2 separate regions of the Mustela erminea genome follow, and region 2 is linked to region 1. The links are chromatin contacts, called in public Hi-C maps. All regions are on one chromosome and are shown on one strand. The core of a region is the stretch at or near the end of the contact, and the rest is flanking DNA. Distances in the headings are between cores, read along the strand shown. Region 1 holds the start of MTPN (myotrophin). Region 2 holds the start of STMP1 (short transmembrane mitochondrial protein 1).

Region 1 (3,126 bases), core at 184-2,683:
TCAAGAGCTGTCATCATGATCTAACTGGAAGATCACACAGGTGGGAGTGGGAGATCAAGAAGATGTAGGGACTCCAGGATTTGCCTTACAAATTATTCCTTGAGATTTCTTTCCAGAAATGTATCACCATTAGGTGGATGGATCTGTGTTTTTGTCAGAAAGTCAAATTAAAAGAACATCAATCAAGGTAGCTACTAAATATTTGATTTTTCTTTTGATTTGAAACCTATCTCCATTTACTATTTCTAAACCATAGCAAAAAAAATTACATTTATTGTTCACCTTAAACATATGTAGCAAACTGAACAGAGAAGGGTTAAATAACTTTTGCCTTACAAAATTAGTAAGGATTAGGTCCTGTATACAAAACCAAGCAATCTCTTTCCAGAGGCTATGATCTGAACCCCTCTACTATATGGCAAGCATATTTAGTAGCTCGGCCTATTTACTTAGTGGGTCATAAATAATAGTCTTTTATATACATGTAATAGTTCTGGTAAGTTTTTATTGGATCTATGTTTATGTGTGCATGTCTGGGTCATTAGGGTTGGGCACAATTCACCTAGAGGCTGTGCCCTAAGGTAAAACACACCCAAACCCTAAGAAGCGTAGAACTGGCTTCACGAGAATAGCCCTGAAGCTTCAGCCCATTAAAAAACAAACGAACAAACAGAAAATAAAAAAAAATAAATAAATAAGCAAATTGTACAGTTAGGTGGGTTTGCTTTATCCTACGGCATCAAGCTGAATTCCTAGTCCTGGACGAAATTCGTTAGTCTGGGAGAGGAGTAAAAATTTTCCCCCACCACACACTGACGTTTTCTCGCTCCAAACAACATCATACATGGTTATTTTACTGAATTCACCCGGTTATCTTAAGTATTGAAGAAGTCTTTGACGGCAGGCATAGTTTTATCCATCTTTCTTACTATACCCTCAGTGGCTAACAGAGTCTAGCATGGAGGAGGAGCCCAGGGATGCCTGATAGTGTAAGAAGAAAGAGAAGTAACAGAAAAGGAAGGAAAGAGGGTAAGAGAGAGAAGGGTAAAAAAAAAAAAAAAAAAAAAAAAAGGTAAAGGAGGGAACGAAAAGAGAAAGGAATTCAAATCGAACATTCCTACTGGACACTTAGAATGTGAGCAAGGTGCCCTCCAAGGCTGTGGTTTTAAAAAAAGTTTTTCCCCACGTGTGTGGTCTGCAAAAAACATCCTGGTTCTACCTGAAATAGCCTAACTGGGCCTCCGCCCTGGGCCCTTGCGGCCCACGGACTCGCTTCACTGGCCTCTCAGTCCCGCCCACTCCCCCCGGACCCGGTCCGTCAGCCTGCCTCGCCACTGCGCCTGCGCACGTGGAGCGCTCCGCCGCGGGCCGTCAGGGCGGGGTCCCGAGCGGGGCGTTCCGCCCAAGGGAAGAGGAAGAGGAAGTTGGGGGAGGATCCTAGCTGGGAGTGAACCGGAAGTGCAAACGCTCCTGCTTCTCTTCGGCCAGGCGGAACCTGCTCTGCTGGGCCGGGTGGCCGCAAAAGAACTTTCTTTCTCCCGCCCAGCGGTCGCCGCGGCCAACTGCCTCGCCCGCCTGGCAGCCTTCCCCGCCTTCTCTTCCCCTCTCCAGCTCCGCGCGGCCCTGTCTCCCTCTCGCCCCGCGGTATCCGCTTGCTGCTACCACCGCCTCCTCGTCTTCTGCCCGGCCAGGCGGCCCGCCCCGCTGCAGTGATGTGCGACAAGGAGTTCATGTGGGCCCTGAAAAACGGAGACTTGGATGAGGTGAAAGACTATGTGGCCAAGGTAAGCGGCGACGAGTGGAGTGCGCGAGAGCACGGAGGTGGGATGCCGATGAGGCTCAGGAAGCGGACGGGAGCTGGGCTGGCGGGGGTGGGGGTGGGGGGAGGAGAGACAGCCTGGATGGAGGTGGCCCCGAGGAGAGAGGGGAGCCTGGGAGCGTCTGAACTGAAGCAAGGGTCCGGATACCACGGTCGCGTTCTGTCAGGTAACTGGTTGGTGTGATACAGTCAGACTCTTCTTGTCCGCCTGCTCCCTGGGGGAGGGGAGGAGGGGGAACCCTCTTTGAGAGTCGCTTCTGAGCCCTGGTCACTTGAGTTTGGTCGTCTTCTATGGCGGAGTTACTTCAGTCTTTCTTTGAATGGAGGTAATTCTCCATCTTGGACCTGCCGGTTGCTGAATGAAGTAACCTCAGTGATTAGAATCAGAGGAACGTTTTCTTGAACTTTGAACCTGTTGAGAATTTGAAGTATTCATTGACCCTGGAAAAGAGTGCCGAAAATAGCAGTGGTTGAAATTTTGAAACTCGGTATCACTTCACTGGGAAGTCTTAACTTTGGGTGTGGCCTTTTTCCTCTCCCACACTACAGCGAACAGGTATTTGCTTCAAGTGGTGAGGTTGTCAGTCAGCACCTGGCAGTGTTTAAGATAATCAGAATAGTTTTCAGACAAGCAGGTTGACTTCAGTTACTCCATGTTTATCCTCGATCCCATCTGAAATACTCAAACGTGTGATAGATAGTATGCAGTGTAGTCACAGTGTGTTTAGGGGTAAAATCGTGATGAAGAAAGCTCATCTCAAACCTAAACTCAGAATAGAAAGTTGACTCTGCTTTGTGGTGGAATGGTAAGCTTAGAATCCCACGCTGACCTGCCTCTGGACCCTGAAACTGTGCCTTTTGTAATCGTTAGAGAACTGACCTGCGATTATAATACGATGGTAATGTAAAAACAAATCTCCCAAAACAAAAGTATAACCTTATGACGTAACCATGGAGGGTGTCTTCTGAAAAATATAATTTTATGACATAACCAAGGAGGACATCTTGCTCATCTTCTTAAAAAGTGAGAATTGGATCTGGATTTTAGTTCTTCAAAGGGTATGACCACTGGTATGTTGTTTTTGCTTCAGAGATCTGTGTTAGGAAGGAACTAAGCAGAAGCAGTGTTTCTTAAAACTTGCAGGATTGTGCAAGGCAAACCACTGCTAGTTTTTACTCATTTAATACCATTACAGTTTAGACTTTTGCATGCAGAATATGTGTTTTTGTTGTTATTTGCAATGGATTCATAGGACACCATTTGCTGCCTTCTCAGGTAGTGGCAGTCTGAAACCTGACTTACTGGA
Region 2 (3,414 bases), core at 518-3,017, 290 kb after region 1:
CTCAAAGGGCTTCCTGCTCACGGAGGAGTCTGCTTCGCCCTCTCCCCCTGCTTATGCTCTGTCCCTCTGCCACTCTCTATCGAATAAATAAAATCTTAAAAAAAATTTACAAAACAAATAATAATAATAATCAATGCCCTCCCAGTCTGTCAATGCGCTACAGCTATACTAGGCTCAACGCTATCATCTCACTCTCTGAGGCTGACAGTGTCTTTAACCTGTTTCCTCCAACAAAAAGACAGTAATGATTCCTACTGACTCCTAAGCTAACACCTAGTTAGGACACTGGGAAAACTTCCCGAGGCAAAGGAACAGCCCCGTCCTACTTGGGCGATGTGAGTCAAGGATACCTCTTTCCCTCTGAGGATTTAAAAAAAATCAATGACCACCTCAAAGAAGACGGGGGGGGGGCACTTTAGAAAAAATTCTCTTCGATAAAGAACGTTAACATGGGGGAAAGCGTCTCCTCCCCAGAGCACTCAGTGTGGAGGATAACCGGGGAGGTAACCTGGCACGGTGGCGCGCCCCTCACCGAACGCGAGGGAGGACGCACCGAGTTCGGAAGCCTCGAACGCTGGCGAGGCCGACTCTGGCCCGGCGACGCTCGGCCGGCCGCCGGAAACGCGCTGCGCCAGAAAGGCAGCTTTTACCCGCAATAAACAGCCGTGCGATCTTGTTTCTTTACTCACAGTAACACTTTCCCCCCCAGAATGAGCCCCCTGCGGGACTTCCGCGCGCACCAGGGTCCGACTCGCGCCGGCCGCCCGCCACCCTCAAAGTCTGGAAGCTAGACAAGGCCCGGCGAGCGCTCCGCAAGCCCCAGCTCGGACCCTGTGCTTCCGCCTCAGGGCGGAGGTGGCTCGCCAACTTAGAGTCCGCGGCCGGCCCTCCCACGTTTCCAGAAAACCTTCCGGCGGGCCTCCGAGGCCGGGATGGGGTGTGCGGGCGGGAGGGCACGGGAGGGGCGCCTCCTAGTCATCTGCGGCCCCCACAGCTTTAACTCGGGCGTCCCACAGTACCCGCCGGGACGGCACAGCAGTGGCTGCGAAAATGTCCGCCGACACCTCCACGCCTGAGGGACTCGGACGACTCCACAAGGACGGGCAAAGGGGCTTGGGCCCCGCACACACAAAACCCCGCGCCGCCCCACCCCGGACAGGCGACGAGCGGGCGCCGCGCGGACCCGGACGTACGCCCAGACCCCCCGAAACCCGGACCCAGGCCGGCCGGGCCCCGAACCAACTCCCACTACTCCCCCCGACCCCGCCACTCCAGGGCAACTGCACTGACCAGGAACTGCAGCATGGCGTCGGCGAGGAGAGGCGCGAAGGGCGGCTGCAGCTCGGTGGGCCGGTCCGAGCCTGCCTCTCCCCGAGCGAGGGGGCGGAACCCGCCGTGGGCTTCCGGGTCACGCCCGACCCCGCCCGCGCCTCCCGCCGCTCCTAGCCTCGCCTCGCCTCGCCTCGCCTCGCCCAAAGCCGCGCGCGGCGCCCTCGCGCCCCCTGGCGGAGAGCCCCGGAATTACCTCCTGGGCTGGCCGACTAGGAGAGAAGGCCCGCGGGGCTGGGAGAAACCTCAAGTCCCAGGCAGGCCTGGACGTACAGGTTTGATGGTTCGGATTCTAGGACGTGCCAGTTCCCAAGTCCCGCTACTGTAAACCTGGGTCGGGCCCGGGATCTAGATTACTCCCAGCACCCCAACGATTCTGATGCATAGCCAGGCTTAGGACTCGGTCACCTAGAAGGACTGCAGAAGTAGCGGATCCCATGCCTACGTGCAAAGGGGAATCCTCCGTGGCGCTTTTGCAACATAATCTACCCAGACCCCACGCAGAATCTGTGGGCGGGGAGAGCTGTGGGCTTCCAAAGTGCCACGGGTGTGTCATGTAACCTGCAGTGAGCACTTTCAGTAGAGGTTAGGGGCTTAAGTGGTTAAGCTAGACGGCTTTGGAAACTGGCACAGCCGTGTCCAATTCATTCCTGGCTGCTTAACCTCTCTCAGGCTCGCATTCCTTCTCTGCAAATGGGGCTGATTCCAGCTCCCCGATGACCTGCTGTGTGAATCAAATGAGACAACGTGAGGAATCAAAAAATGCTCGTCACATGTCTGGGGTGGACAGTGAGTTCTAGAAGACCTTTCCTCATTCTGTCTCCACACAGAGCTACCCTCTCATACTATGGGCCACCTCCCGCTCCTGGTCTTCAAATCATTCAACGACCTCCATTAACACACACACTTCCAAAGCAAGACCTTTTTCCTTCTTCTCAGCCTTCTGAGTTCACCCTTATCTGTTATATTAAGTGGAACTCTGGTCCCAAACTGTAACAACCAAATCATATAAGTATAAACTATATGGGAGTATGTTATGGAGATACAGAGGACAATGATGGGGAATAGGAAAGGTATCCAGAACTAAGCAGCATTTTCTCTCCATCTCTGCTTTTCTCCATATATCTGCTTCATTGTTCTCTCATTTTGCCTTTTGTTTTTTCTGCCTTCCAGAATATGACCATTGTCACTCACTAGAGTTTACTCATTAAATGATCTAATGATAGGAAAACTGGATCACTTTCCCTACCATGTTCAATACCTGGGAAAGGAATGCTGATTGAGCAAGTTAGTGTCAAGCGCTCTCTCATCAATTATAACCAGAGAAGAGAGCTCTCTTGGAACTAAAGTGACTGGCAAGGAGGAGGAGATGCTGGTAGACGGCTGTAACACACTTCACTTTCTGACATTCCTAGATTAAAATGAGACTCAGTCAAATCTTGACCAGTGCTCCTCAAACTTTAATGTGCATTCAAATCACCTTGAAATCTTGAGTGGGGGCCTGACATCACGCATTGCTACCTAGCTCCCAAGTGATGCTACAACCGGTGGCCTCTGAAACATTTTGACTTGCAAGACACCATACTGTGAGCTACACAAAGATGAGAATTTCATTCCATTCATGACTCTATCCTCACTGCCAGCAAGTGCTTGGCGCAGCCTCTGAACACAGGATTTATTGAGGTTCCTTGCATAAAACCTTAGCCCCTTCTCACAGATGAATCCTGAAAGGGAAGACATTTCCTCTAAGGTCTTTTCAAAGGTTCTCTCTCTTATACCCCCAAATAACCACAAGGAGAGGGGGGAAAGGGAAGAATTCTTTTTGCTACTTTGAGATTATTAAATGTCCTCTGATGAAAACACTTCCAAGATAATGCCTTCCCTTTATCCCTTCACTTTGCCTTCATCTACTGACTTCCCAGGTGGCCCCCTCATTCACCAAAGGCTTTGGCATCTAACAGCCTTCGTTTCAGGCTTGCCAAGCTATCACAATCACGGGTAGCTTCCAAGGCCACATACACTTGTATTTTCCAGAATTCTTACCTCCAGGGACCTTCAACCTCACACCACTTCAGCAATCCACCG

The links. Hi-C and Micro-C count contacts between places; a contact is called where the count stands out from the background.
Region 2: a Hi-C map of spleen shows a contact between it and region 1, with 2.3 times the contacts expected there. The contact joins the promoter of STMP1 here to the promoter of MTPN in region 1. A contact is called at or near these places in 2 of 3 Hi-C or Micro-C datasets (skeletal muscle and spleen).

What each region holds. Positions count from the first base shown.
Region 1 is chr11:17,020,326-17,023,451 of mMusErm1.Pri, forward strand. It overlaps MTPN (myotrophin), which reads left to right and starts at 1,434. Exons shown (of 4, transcript XM_032304314.1): 1 at 1,434-1,784. The coding sequence starts at 1,713.
Region 2 is chr11:17,309,773-17,313,186 of mMusErm1.Pri, forward strand. STMP1 (short transmembrane mitochondrial protein 1) reads right to left here and starts at 1,768. Exons shown (of 4, transcript XM_032305877.1): 1 at 1,660-1,768; 2 at 1,291-1,502. The coding sequence starts at 1,768.